Regions from separate parts of the Delphinus delphis genome. Here region 1 is linked to region 2. The links are chromatin contacts, called in public Hi-C maps. All regions are on one chromosome and are shown on one strand. The core of a region is the stretch at or near the end of the contact, and the rest is flanking DNA. Distances in the headings are between cores, read along the strand shown. Region 1 holds the start of PRPF19 (pre-mRNA processing factor 19). Region 2 holds the start of MRPL16 (mitochondrial ribosomal protein L16).

What was found. A called contact is a pair of places that touch in the nucleus more often than the background predicts.
Region 1: a contact with region 2 is called in a Hi-C map of lung, with 5 times the contacts expected there. The contact joins the promoter of PRPF19 here to the promoter of MRPL16 in region 2. A contact is called at or near these places in 2 of 3 Hi-C or Micro-C datasets (lung and muscle).

Annotation. Positions count from the first base shown.
Region 1 is chr8:100,131,302-100,137,915 of mDelDel1.2, reverse strand. It overlaps PRPF19 (pre-mRNA processing factor 19), which reads left to right and starts at 5,341. Exons shown (of 16, transcript XM_060018975.1): 1 at 5,341-5,558. The coding sequence starts at 5,540.
Region 2 is chr8:99,772,315-99,779,290 of mDelDel1.2, reverse strand. It overlaps MRPL16 (mitochondrial ribosomal protein L16), which reads left to right and starts at 5,618. Exons shown (of 4, transcript XM_060018966.1): 1 at 5,618-5,788; 2 at 6,146-6,211. The coding sequence starts at 5,734. All of the region lies in intron 10 of STX3 (syntaxin 3), which reads right to left.

The DNA of each region.
Region 1 (6,614 bases), core at 4,092-6,591, 360 kb before region 2:
CTTATCACATACAAAACTCTTTTCCTAGATAACCTTCCATAACTTTCTTTTATACCTTCAGATTTTGTCCTATGCTTTCCCTTTCTCTCTCTCTCTCTCTTTCTCTCTCTCTCTCTCTAACTTCTTTTTAGGACAAAATTACTTCCTTTTCCCTTAACAAAATTCATTTCCATTCCCTAAACCTTCTTTTTCCTTTGCACACAAATATATTTTCCTTATTAATTTTTGGAAGTTTTAATTATATATTTTAATTACGTTCTTTAACCTTTAAAAACCTTAATTTCTAGTAAAAGCTAAGAGGTAAGCAATTATGAACTGTCTCTTAATTAGCATTCTGTAGAATGGCAAACTTATTAACTCTATAATTTCTAAAAACATGTGCTTTCTTATTAAAAAAAGTCTCAATTAATAGTTCTAAATATTATTAGTTTCTCTGTAGAGGGAAGCCTATGTTACTGTTTCAGTATCTTATTTTATTTGTAAAGGATCTAGATAGTCAATAAACTTCTAGATATTCAATAAACTTTAACTTAGCAAAACTCTAAAGTTTCAAGTTACCAAAAACCTGGAGAAACTATTTTTAAGAAGACATACAATAAAACGTAATTTTTCCTAAAGAGTTCATCTAAAAACTCTTATCTCATTTACATTTAATTGACTTGTAAAAATCTTACTACGGCAAGTTATTTTTCTTGCTGACAAATTTTGTAATAGAGATAATAAGATCTTATTTGACTTTTAGTAAACCTACCTACAATAAAAATATTACACTTACTGCTGATTACTTTAAAGACATCTCAAGTCACCAGTATTAATTAAACCAACAAACTTAAACTAACTTAATACCAAATATTAATTTAATACTGAATATTTCCCAGATCATATGAACCTGAAATCCATTTGGGTTAGTTTATTTATATTTCTGAGAATTTATATAAGTGCTTAATTTCACTTAAACCAACTGAATAGAACTCATTTACAAATTAATGTTGGCAATATCACCTGCAGGTAGAAACATATCATATCTATAACATACACACAAACATGTAGACAACACAACCAGAGATCTCAAAGCTTCACTTAAAATTTAGTCATGAATTGGATATTACAATATAAAACTCATTTGTTTATATAACAGAATAAGTTGTTTACTTGCTTGAGTTTAAAAAGGCCTCTTTTCCATTTTTTCGTCTCCAGTGTCAGGAATTGGAGATGGTCTAGATAGGTGAGAGTTCCTGAGAGCCCTGGTAGAACATTTACATCTCAAAGGCACAGGGAGAGAAATGCAAGCTCCTCCTAGAAGGACTTTTGTTCCGTTAGGTTCAGAATTTTGAAAAGATGTTTTATCAAACCGATTTCTCTAACAATGCAAAAACCAGTTTTGGAATGTTAAAAGAGCCCCATCTTGGCCATTTCAGGGTGGGATTTCCTTTAGGTCCCAGTTAAGTAAGTACTTGCAAAAGTGTAAGTTCTGTGAATACATGAACCTGACTGGGGTGTTAGTTGGAGGTTGGCTGTTTGATGCTCCTCTTTTCTTCTTTTGGGAAACCCTATCCCACATTTTAAAGTTGGTTTGTCAGGATAAAATTACTACTGAAAACTGTATGGTGGCCCAGGTGCTGTTTGTAAGCTTAATTCCTCTAAGGTGTCACCTTAGGGTCATTTCAGCTCTTTTACCTGTCTCGGTTTCTCCTTCTAGCAATCTAAAACCCCCGCAGGTGCTCGGAGCACCGGACGGCCAATCCTTATGTGTGCATCCCTGGATAAGTGACTTTTTAAATTAATGAGTGGGAGACTTCCCTGGCGGTCCAGTGGTTAAGACTCCGTGCTTCCACTGAAGGAGCCACGGGTTCGATCCCTGGTCAAGGAACCAAGATCCCGCATGCTAGAAAGTGTGGCCAAAATTTAAAAAAATAAAAACAACAAGAACAACAAAGAACAAAAAAGACCCCAAAAACCTATAGGAAAAAAAATAACATAAATCAATGAGTGGGTTTCCCTATGGGGTTGTGGTACAGTATGAGGACTCACCTCCCCCTCTCCCATAAATTTCTCAGTTGCCTGAGAAAGCTGAAACCAGCTGGGAAGAGCTATGTCTCTTATCTTTGGAGCTGAAAGCTCTCATATGCTATCTTCACTTTTATTCTGACAAACCCTGTTAAAGTTTATGAAGCTGATTTGAGGAAAGACATCAGGTCAGCCTCCCACCCAATCACCCAGTCCGATCGCACTGAAAGACTCCTCAGTCAGTGTCTTTCAGCAACTGAGCAAAATCTTCCCAGTGTCTCTCAACTGGGGAATAAGGCACCTCTTCTTGAACCTAAGTTGAAGGATAACCCGCTCCTCATACCAAGGGGTTTAACAACCTCTGAATTAAACTCAGGATTGTCAACCAAGACGAGAGATCTGAGCTTAGGAGAGACTCAGATAAATTCATCTGGACACACCAAGGAGGCGGATGAGCGCAAGGGGCCCTTGCTGGTACCAAGGGTCTGGATCCTAGAGTTTACACAAAGGAGAGAAGTCTGCTCTGGGTTTCTCCCCTCATGGCCACCAAAACTCAACTGACAAAAAAGTGCACAACATACGAGCTGTGAGTTGAGTTTTATGCATTGTCTTACTGAGGACTAGAGCCCGGGAGACAGCCTCTCCAATAGCTCTGAGGAACTGCTCCAGAGGGGTAGGAAGAGAGGCCAGTATATGTGTGATTTTGGCCAAGGAGTATGTACAATCCAACATCTCAGTAGAAGGTTACTGCTAGTCACGAGGAACAGGTATCTCTGTTCATGATTTTTTTTTTTAATGTTTGGGATTTCATTTTAATTAATTAATTAATTAATTAGGCTGCACTGGGTCTTAGTTGCAGCACAGGGGATGCCGTGTGCAGGATCTTTGTTGTGGCATGCGGGATCTTTAGTTGCGGCATGCGGGATCTAGTTCCCCGACCAGGGATTGAACCCAGGCCCCCTGCATTGGGAGCGTGGAGTCTTAACCACTGGACCACCAGGGATGTCCGTTTCACTTCATGATTTTAGTGCTTTTCTAAAGTATAGGAAGATGCAAGAATTGGGGTCATAAAAATTCTCCTGTTACATCTAAGGGCCTGTTTTGTGCATTTTTCCAAAGCACAGCGTGCCTCATCCTGTTCTTTGTCCTGAATTCTTTTCAGGGTGAACTGTAGGGCTGCGATTATAGTGGCTAATGATTTAATCCTTATAGGACTGGATGATAAGTGACATTCTTTGTTGCACACAGACTACACATGAGTAGCAATCAGTCTGTCCCCATGTCAGATTGTTTCTTTCCTTCAGATGTTTCTCAGACACATCCATCTTCCTCTGGACCTTCATCACTTCCTGCCTTGGCTAAGGGTCTCTTTCTTCCAGAACAGGCTCTGGTAGCATCCTGGGCAACACCTTCCAGCCTTTCTCACAGTTGCAACTTCACATTTGCTTGTGAGATCGTTTTTGATTTGTAGGACTACCAATCTCATGTCACTTGGATTTTCCTGTGCAGGAAATATAACTTTTTTTTTTTCTTATGACAAGTTAATTTCTTTTCAACTCTCTTTTCCATCTGAGTGGTAGGAACACTCTTAGTTCAGGGTTCTTCCCACCCTTGTTTTACAGGTTGTACACACCTTTTGGAAAATTAACATAGGGCCAAAGCGTGGAGGGGAAGAATTCACCTAATCCTCTTAGTTGTTTGAGCTGCATTGTCCTGGTTAATCCTCTGTCAGTTGTCCACACAGGTTGCAACTAAATCTTCCTGGGAAATGGAGCTTCTGAGTTATTGACCAATGTGTACCTTTGCTTCCCAAGGAGCAGCAGCCTTGGCCTGGGGGAGCAGGGCATAGAGTTCCAGTCTCAAGAACCCACTGACAGCTATGCATACAGCCCATTCCCCCACCTCTTTCCTTCCCAGCCTTAGGTAATCTTTATCTCCTTTGTGGGGAGATTGAGACTGGGGGCAGTGGGGAGGAACCTGAGATCATGTTCTCACCTGTAATAGTTACTCCAAAATCAATTGCCCCGAATCCTTTCTATTCCCTGAGGGGCTTGTTTTGAAACTCAGAAGCCTTGAAATGACTCCCCATTTCCTCCATCTTCTGTCACAGCCATAAGCTCCCCAGCACAGGGACACCTCTGGTTTTGCTCAGAGTGCTATCCCCAGTATCAAGTACAGAGCCTGACTAGCACATAGTGGATACTCAATAGATTTGTCCAACAAATGAATTATTGAGTCTTTCTCTCTCCCCCTCCAACCCATCCAGTTAATGTCTTCCAGAGGAATCTTCTGGAAATGTGGTTATCACTCCATAGCTGATCTGCTGTCCGGCTGTGAACCCAATCAAGTCTAACCACCTCAGGTTCAAGGTCCCCTCTAAACGGATCCATTTTATTTCCTACCACATCCAAGTACTTACGATGCCTGGCCTGTCACGCAGCCTGTTATTCAACCAACAATAGTTATGACGTTCCTGCTCTGTGTTGGGCACCGTGTTAGACTCTGAGAAACAACAGCGACCGGAACAATCATGGTTTCTGCCATCACGGACTTTATGGCCTAGCGGAGAACCCAGACAGCAAACAGATACTTGTACATAATTAAATAATTAAATGAGTATAGTTATCCAGAGTGGCTCAGGGGAGAATGACAGGGCACCGTGACTAAAATTCAGTCAGGGGTCAAGAAAGACGCTCCAGAGGAAGTACCATTTAAGGTGTGATTTGAGTTTACTTTGGAGCGGATGGGAGGGGAGGGAAAGAAGAGAGGGAGTTGAGGAAAGTGTTCTGGGCAAACATAACTGGAACCAGCCAGAGTGGGTAAGTTTGAGGACTTAAAAGGCCAGTGTGGATGAGCAGAAGGTGAGGACTTGCCCAAAATCACACAGCAAATTGGTAGTAGAGGCAAGACCAGAACAGTTTCTTGGCCAGTGTTAGTTTCTCTACCCATCTGCACCTGCGCCTACTTCACTGGGTCTTTCAAAGCGTATTCCGAGAAACACTTGCCCGAGAATCACGTGGGGCACGCACTGACAACGCATACTCTCTAAAGTAGACCCCAGGAAGATACATTTTAAGAAGTTCGTTAAGAAATTCTCGCATACACCAAATTTTGCAAGACTACGGTCTCACGGTCCCCGCCAGCTCCGGTCTCAAAAGGGTGTCGCTGAATTGATTGGCTTTAAAGTCCCACTGCGTCATGGGAAATGTAGTTTCGGTCTCCTTTCCTAGCCCCTGGGAGCGCTTTACGGAACGAGCCGAGAGGGCCCGGAAATAGCCGAGTAGTTCCTGGCGCGCCCTTTCCTGCCCGATTGCATTCTGGGAAAGGGCAGCTTCCGTTAAGTGCCCGAGGCTGAGGCGCGCGACCGGTCGCGGTCCCACGTGAAGCCCTAAGCGAGCGTCGCTCGGCGGGGCTGCTCCCCGCTCTTAGCGGAGCGTGCCGGAAGCAGCGGGGAACCGGAAGTGGCCCGCGGAGGCTCGGAAGCTGATCCCGGAGCCCGGTGTGAGGAGCCTCGGAACGCAGCGACGGCGCCATGTCCCTGATCTGCTCTAGTGAGTATTGGCTGCGGCCGATCTCGGGTCGCAGGAGGCCGGAGAGCCGAGCGGGAGGATATGCGGGCCGCTGCGACGCCGGGGTTGGGGCGGAGGTGAAAATAGGGCTCCCGGGAGGCAGGGCGGCGGCCTGTCAGCCCGGGGGTCCTCCTTAAGTGGGAGGTGCATTTGCGCTGCGCTTCACAGTTTACATAACGCCTCAAGCGTATTGTCGCAGGCAGCACTGAGGCCACCCATCTCGTTTGCGCAGTGGAACTGAGGCCTGGATAGAGGGGAGCAGGTGCAGGGGAAACAGGAAACCCTAGGGCTTGTGCAGGATCCGCCTCCGCTGGCGCAGGGATGCGGGCCTCAGTTTCCCCATCTGCAAAATGAAGGCCTTGGCACTGGATGTTGTCTGAGGCGCCTCGCTTGGGTAGGCAGAACTTCTGCAATTTGCAGAAGTCGCACAGTAGGTTAGAGGCAGTGACAGGGCTGGAAGCCAGGTCTCTGTTGGTTTACAGCGCGCTTGCAAGACTGTGATCTCGTTATATCCTCATAAGAATTCTCCAGAGCAGAAATAAACATCTGGTTTTACAGATAAGGATGTAAGGCTCAAGGAGAGTGTGGCTTTTGTAAAACAGTACAGCTAGGAAGTGGCAGAGCTGCATGATGGAGCCAGGTTCTCTGACCCTGAATCCATGCTCTTTTCACATACCTTGTCCTGTCTTTCCTTTAGGTGTTTTATTGAGGCGTGCAGAGGTTTTGCATTCTCATTGTTCATCCGGGTATTAGATTCTCATTTTTCTCTCTCTTGGCTTCCTAACTCTCAAGCCCTTTACTCTTCTCAGAACCTCTCCGTAAATCCAATACAAAGGGAAGACGGAGCGAAAGGAAATGTGACTAGAAAAAGGAACCTTACGCCTTAAAGAAATGACGGTGTGCAAAGTATTTTCACATTCATTGTTTGAACCTTGAGAAAGCTCTTTTCTGTTTTTCCCAGCTCCGTCCTTCCTGTCATTTGCTCATCGTTAGATGTTTACTGAGTGCCCGCTGGGCATCTGCATTGTTCTGGAAGGC
Region 2 (6,976 bases), core at 4,369-6,868:
AATTTCACAAGTAAATGATTCTTGTTCCTTTGGGTCTGGGTTTGCCAATCAGCTTTCACACAGTTGCCTGCTTCTGGAACCAAGTCCTTGACTTTGTTTGCAGGTACACTCTTTAGAGTTGTCTCAGCAATGCCAGCTTTAAGCTCTGGAACATATGGTAATAAATCAATTTCCTGAAATACCATTAAATACATAACTAACTAAATAAATTTTTAATAAAAAATAAAATAAAAACAATATGCAACTGTACTTGCCTTTAACCAGCTATCTGAATGACTTGTAGCAAGTTCATGATTGAGGATAACATGCTGATGAGGAGGTAGAACTAACTTGACTCCTCTAGCCCCTCCCAGCTGAGAGCCTGTAGTTCTTTGAAATAGCAAAAGCCTTGAGTCTTGCTCAGAAGTGCAAATGATTCTGAGATTGAAATGAACACACACACACAAAAATATGAAGAACAAGAATTCTGGCCAAGGAAATAAAAATGGAAAGGGAGAGAAAATGGAACTTAACAAAAAGTTTTAAATTTTATCTTGAAGATCAAACATGCAAAACGTGCCATAATGTTTTTTGCAAAGTAAAGTGCAAAAATGGAGACCTTGATAAGACATATATAAAAATGTGTAATAAAGTAACAATGATTGAAAGAGTGTATCACTGGTTTCAGAACAGAGAGAACATGAGAAGGGAATAAAATGTCAAACGGAATCAAAAAAATTATGTGGGAATTTAGTACATTATAAAGTCACATATTAAATGAGGATTTTCAACTTGGAAAAGAATTATGTTAGATCCCTACCTCTGGCCCTTATAAGCATATGCTCAGAGTCAAAAACTCTTAAGAAAATTACTGTCAGATTTTACTGCTTAAAAAAAAACATAATGGGGAATTCCCTGGCGGTCCAATGGTCAGACTCCTCGCTTTCACTGCCAAGGGCCCAAGTTCAATCCCTGGTCAGGGAACTAAGATCCTGCGAGCTGCGCGGCACGGCCAAAAAAAAAAAAAAAAAAAAAAAAAATCATAATGGTCATGCCTCAAAAAGAAAATTAAAGGACATACTGAAAAATGAAAAAAAAAATCAAAACATATACAACTGAAGAGGAGTTAATGTACTTATACATAACAAGCAGTTTTGAATCGAAAAAAAATGAACAGTATGATTGAAAAGTACACAAGCAAGCAAATCACACATACAGTAAAACAAACAGACAAAAACATATGAAACCAAAGAGATGAGAAAAAGTTCAGCACTGCTAGTTATTTTTTAAAATTTTTATTGCTAGTTATTGCAAACTAAGGAACTTCCCTGGTGGTCCAGTGGTTAAGACTCCGTGCTTCCAATGCAGGGACTGTGGGTTCGCTCCCTGGTCTGGGAGTTAAGATCCCACATGTTGTTTGGCCAAAAAAATAAAAACAAAAAAGCAAACTAAGTATAACCAGATGTAAGTTAGATCACTAAGTAGAACTCAGAGAAGGCTATCAGAAATCAACTTTAGTTTACCCTTCTACTATTTATCCAAACCAACTCTGTAAGGCTGGGGTTTTTTTTGCATTTTTCATTACTCTCTGATATTAAAAAAAAAAAGTTGTGTTGTCACTTCTAGCCACAGAGAACGTATTGATTTCAGTAACTAAAATGTCCAAAACTGTGTAAAAATCAAAACTCTGAATTGCATTTGGAGGTAAAGCTGCTCCCCGCTCCCAGCTCAGCCCAACGCCAGATAGAAAGTGGTGAAAACAAAAATGGAGGCAAGGGAAGAGGGCTCTTATTTCCTCACTTCTGCACATTTACCAATCACTTAAGACCTTTTCTACCCCTGACCCCTCACCTCTGACCCCTTTGGGATGGCTTACCGTCATGGTACCTGTTATGAGTTGACTTGTATCCTCCTCTCCCCTGAAAAAAACATAAGTTGAAGTCCTAACCCCCAGCACCTCAAAATGTGGCCTTATTTGGAGAAAGGAGCTTTACTGAGGAAATCAAGTTATAGTGAGATAATTAAGGTGGGCCCTAATCCAATAAGACTAGCGTTCTTATAAAAAGGGGGAATTTGGACACATGACAGACAAACATAGAGGGAAAATGATATGAAGAGACACAGGGAGAAGACGGCCATCTACCAGCCAAGCAGAGATCCTTCCCCACAACCCTCAGAAGAAACCAACCCTGCTGACACCTTGATTTCACACTTCAAGCCTCCAGAACTGTGAGGCAATAAAATTCTATTGTTTAAGCCACCCAGTCTGGGGTACTTCGTTACAGCACCCAACAGTACTGACTCGGGTCCGGGTATATATGGTGCTTTATGGAGTCTTCAGAGGACACACACACACACACACACACACACACACACACACACACACACCCTAACCCTAACTGCTGAGGACATCTCAGTTCCCTTGACGCAGGCAAATTCATCTCTGCTAAACGGTTGGCTGTTTGCATATAATTCTTCTCACAGGCCCTGGACATCCATCATTACACCTCTTCCACCTTCTTTCTCCTTGTCTCTCCATGGGGTCCCGTTGGACAGGATATAAGAAAACCGTAAACCCACACACTGCACTGGGGTCCGCATCTGGTCAACAGGATATTCACACCTTTGACCTGCCATCAATAGTAGTGTGGCTACTTCTCTCTACTCTGATGTCACAGGCTGCTTTGATCAGCCTCCAAACGTAGACTTTCCCGAGCCCGTGTCAACACCAACCCCCTTCAAACTGCAGAGGCCTCATACCAAGCTCTCTGCGCGGTCCTGAAGTGTCTCTCACTAGGCTGGATGGCTCACCTCATCCCTAACCATTGGAGAGGGGAAGTGAAACTCACAGTATGTCAGCTCTGTCCAAAGAAATCTTTATTGTCATTGCCAGTTTCCACTTCCTTTCTTGATTTTTCCAGTGCTTTTTACAGGCTGAAGGAGAGTGGGTAGCTAAGAAGAGCAAAGCCACTTCCAACCAGCTCCTTGATAAGTCCAGCCTAGGAGGCCCAGCTCCTCACTCTGGAATACGGGGATTACCACATACCTTGGGCCCTCAGGCAAAACTAAGTCAGAAGCAATTCTGCTTTAAAACCCTGTTATAAACATAACACTGGATGTGGTTTTTCACCTTTCATATTGGCAAAGCTCTAAAAGAACGTTCATATCCTTCCTCAGAAGGGGTGTTTATAAAGTCACACTGATACATTGTTGGTGAAGGCCCGTTTCACGCAATTTGATGAGGTAAAATGATTTTAAATGAACATCCCTTTGATCCAGTGATTCTTCTTTGGAATTTGCTCAAAAGAAATACCAAAACAGTACGCAAATGGTCTGTATAAGGATGTTTATTACAGCATGGTCTATAATAACAGACTTGTAAATAACTTGACTAAGCCACAATAGGGAATCATTTATTATGGTGAAAAAATTCATAGGAATACCATGGATCTAGTCCGTAAACGCCAAGACAAAAGCATGAACAGTAGTCGGCATTGTTCCCTCTTCTTGGCCAAACAATTAGGACTAGATCCATTCTTCGTGCCTGTTGACTTACTCCCTGAGAAATGCTGGAAATAGCTCTCCTGTAAAACTCTATGAACTCCCCAAGTTGGGACTGACTCTAATTTAGCTGGAAAGCTCTGGAATATGTGTAGACACATTCATTTTTCTCATGGCAGTAAGGTGTGTATGTGTATGTGTGTGTGTGTCTGTGTGTGCCATTTAAGTCAACAACCGGACCTGGGACTGGGCTACAAGTTTCTGTTATCTCTGGATGTTTAAATAAGAAGATTAAAAACTGAGGTGTTAATTTTTATACAGGTGGGAAAAATATACATCCCAGTGAGTACTGGCCTGTATAGTCCAGAAACAATGCCTTGTACCTATACTCTACTTTTTAAATTTTCAAAGTGCTCATAGAGCACTGATTCCCAAACATGATTGGGCATTAGAATCACTCGTGGGGCTAGTTCACAATAGGACTTCCTGAACCCCACCTTTAGAGTTTCTTAGTAAGTGGGGACCAGATATTTACATTTTTAACAGAGGCCTCAGGAAAGTTCAAAGACCAACTTTTGGGAGATGTTAGCAAATGCATTCCAATAAAAGTAAGTTCATCAAGGTTCTTAATCCTACTTTGCATCATACTGTGTAGCAAATCGTGTAATCCCTGAACCTCAGTCTCCTACAAATAACAGCCATAGAACTATCAGAAGAGAAGAAAAATCGAAGGGAAAAATGATTTTCTGTGATCAGGGAAGACCTCAGGTCCATCCTTCGATTTTTCACAGCCCTTTATTTAAACTTCTCATATCTCAACGTTAGCTAATTGTATTCTCATCATATCATCCCTACATAAATATAAATTCATAAAGGGTCACCGATTTTTCATATTTGTATCCTCCATTGTACTTAACACAACTCTTACAAAGAAAAATAGACATTATGGTACTCCTTAAATGTAGAATTTTGAGTTAATTTTTAGTTCTTTTAAAATAAGCAATGAGGTAGAAATTTTAGGGCACCAGAAGACTTAGAGACCAATCAAAGAGTGATTGTACGGCAGCTTTATTCTCCATCCAAACAATCTTATACAATATTCAGCTTGAGATTTTTAAATACCTGAGTACATCTGAATCTCCCACTTTCGGTGGAAGGGAGAGGGGAGCACAGAAGGGCTGCCCAGAATCTGACACGGGCTGAGGGGGCGGGGGCAGTTGAACCTTTTAAAACTGCTCTTGGGACAGAAATGATTGGCTGTAATAAAATTCACTAACTCTTTTGATACAGAGTCAGTGTGCAAATAATTAAGAAGTACATAAAACTGTGGACAGGGAGAGTTCTTCCAGTAGCTTTGCGAGATTACAGGTTTTATTTGTTGCCATTTACGATATTAATCCTTGGAGAAAGACCACGCACAGATTTAGCATGATTTAAATACAACAGACATCTGCCTCAATTGGTAATCCCATCGGTATCCTAGAAGCTTGGAAAGAGACACTCTCTCTTTCTAAATATTAAAAAGCATCATGCCCATAAAAATGAGTTGCCCAACATTCTCCCAGAAGAATTATACCTTTTTTCATTTTAACCTGATATCGAGTCATATTGTCCGTTCACTGGGGTCTGTGGAGTCACACCGACTGTGCTCAAATACTGATTGTACTGTTTTCCTGCTGTGTGACCCTAGGAAAGTTAAATCCTTTGACCTTCGAGATGGAATCTGCAAAGTGGGTGCAATGACTTACTTATCGCACGGATTCGTTGGGAGGACTAGACGCAAGGATGAGGTACTCACCGCCCGACACCGTGCAAGAGCCCAGGAAATGTTAAGACAGTGATGAGTCCTTCGCTTTTTTCTAACGTCTTGCGGGAGAGAAGGGGGCTAGAGACGCGGCGTAACGTAGTGAATTGTAAGGAACCAACTTGCCATACGAACCCAGGCTTTCTCAGCATGGTACTGGGGGGAGAGAACCCCCTGCCCTGCCGCCCTCACCTCCGGAGAGACCCCGGAAAGAACGCGGGGCGGGACCCGCACACACCAGGCCGGAACCCACGTTCCGAGGCTCCGGTTTCTTCCGCTTCCACCCGCCCTCACTGCAGGGGGGACCGGCGCGAACGCAACTTCCGGCCCGACCAGGTGGGAGCCGGAGCCGGTTCCGGCGTGTCTCGAGAGTGCCGCGTTCCGCGCCCGCGTCGAAGTGTTCGCTGCGGTCGCCGTGGGGAGCCCGACGCGACCGCACGCGCGTGACCATGTGGCGGCTCCTGGCTCGCGCCCGCGCGCCCGTCCTGCGGGCGCGTTTGTTAGGTCAGAAATCCCCTGATCCCTCCAGGCCTTGCCTCTCTCCACACCCCTCCCCCGCATCGGGTATCTCGCACGGTCCCAAGACTCTGCGCACGGTTGCGGAAGCGCGGGGAAGGGGCTGCCCTTTGCTGCCGCCCCTCCCGCCATAAGATTCGTGCAAAAGGGTCAACAGCGTTCGTGCAACCTGGGGATCGGCGCCCAGAGTCCCCGGCTTGTCCTTTGGGGGCGGGGGGTAGTGCCTGTGAGCCCCTTTAGTGGAACCCACGTCCCAAACCCACAGGACACCTCTGTCAGGAGCGTATTTGGCCCAGAGTGTACCAAGCCCTGGCCTTCGTCGTTTAACTTGATCTGTCTTTGTAGATTCTTGGGCAGCGCCGCCCGCCAGCGCTGGCCTAAAGACGCTGCTCCCGGTGCCCACTTTTGAAGGTGAGAGCTTATCCGTTTTCCTGTTTGTAAGCCTTTTCTGTGATGGAACCCAGCAGAGGATAGGTAAAGAGTAGGCGTGTTCTTGTGCCCCCTATCCCCATTCACCCATTCAGTAATTATGTATTGAAGACATACTGTATGCCAGGCAGTGTTCTAAACGCTAGAGAGAAATCGAAGAACAAGAGACTCAAAAAGACTCCTGCTTTTAGGGAGCCAACCTGTCATGGGATATCTCCCATATGGCCTACCACTGGTGCGTGGCCCACAGCTGCCCACTCAGCTAAACCTAACTGGCCTCAACTGAGACTTTTGATGTTTTCTCCAAATGAGGTTACACATGTGCAGGCAGCAACAATATTATGTGAAAAGCATTAATTTGTTAATATAAACAATTAAGGTAAGCCACAATTTGGTATATCTAACTTACCTTTTTTTTTTTAATATATTGGAAATCTCAAAAAAAATGAGAGCGGCCTTGACCTCTGAGGGCCTTATCTTCTACACATAATTGAGAAACTACTACATGCACTGGAGTACATATGGCCGTGGAGGCAAGAGAAAGCATTACTAAGTTTCTGTGTAGCTACATATAGAAATGGCAGGGGGCAGTTTCTGTAGCCCTTAAAGTCTCCTGTTTTATACTGGACTCCATCACAGAGCCATGCTTGTTTTACTGTAGAAATACTTTAGATGACTTACAAGTTAATTTTTTTTTTCCATATTGTCAAAACGTCAGACATGATAAAGACGTAGCATGTCTGGCCC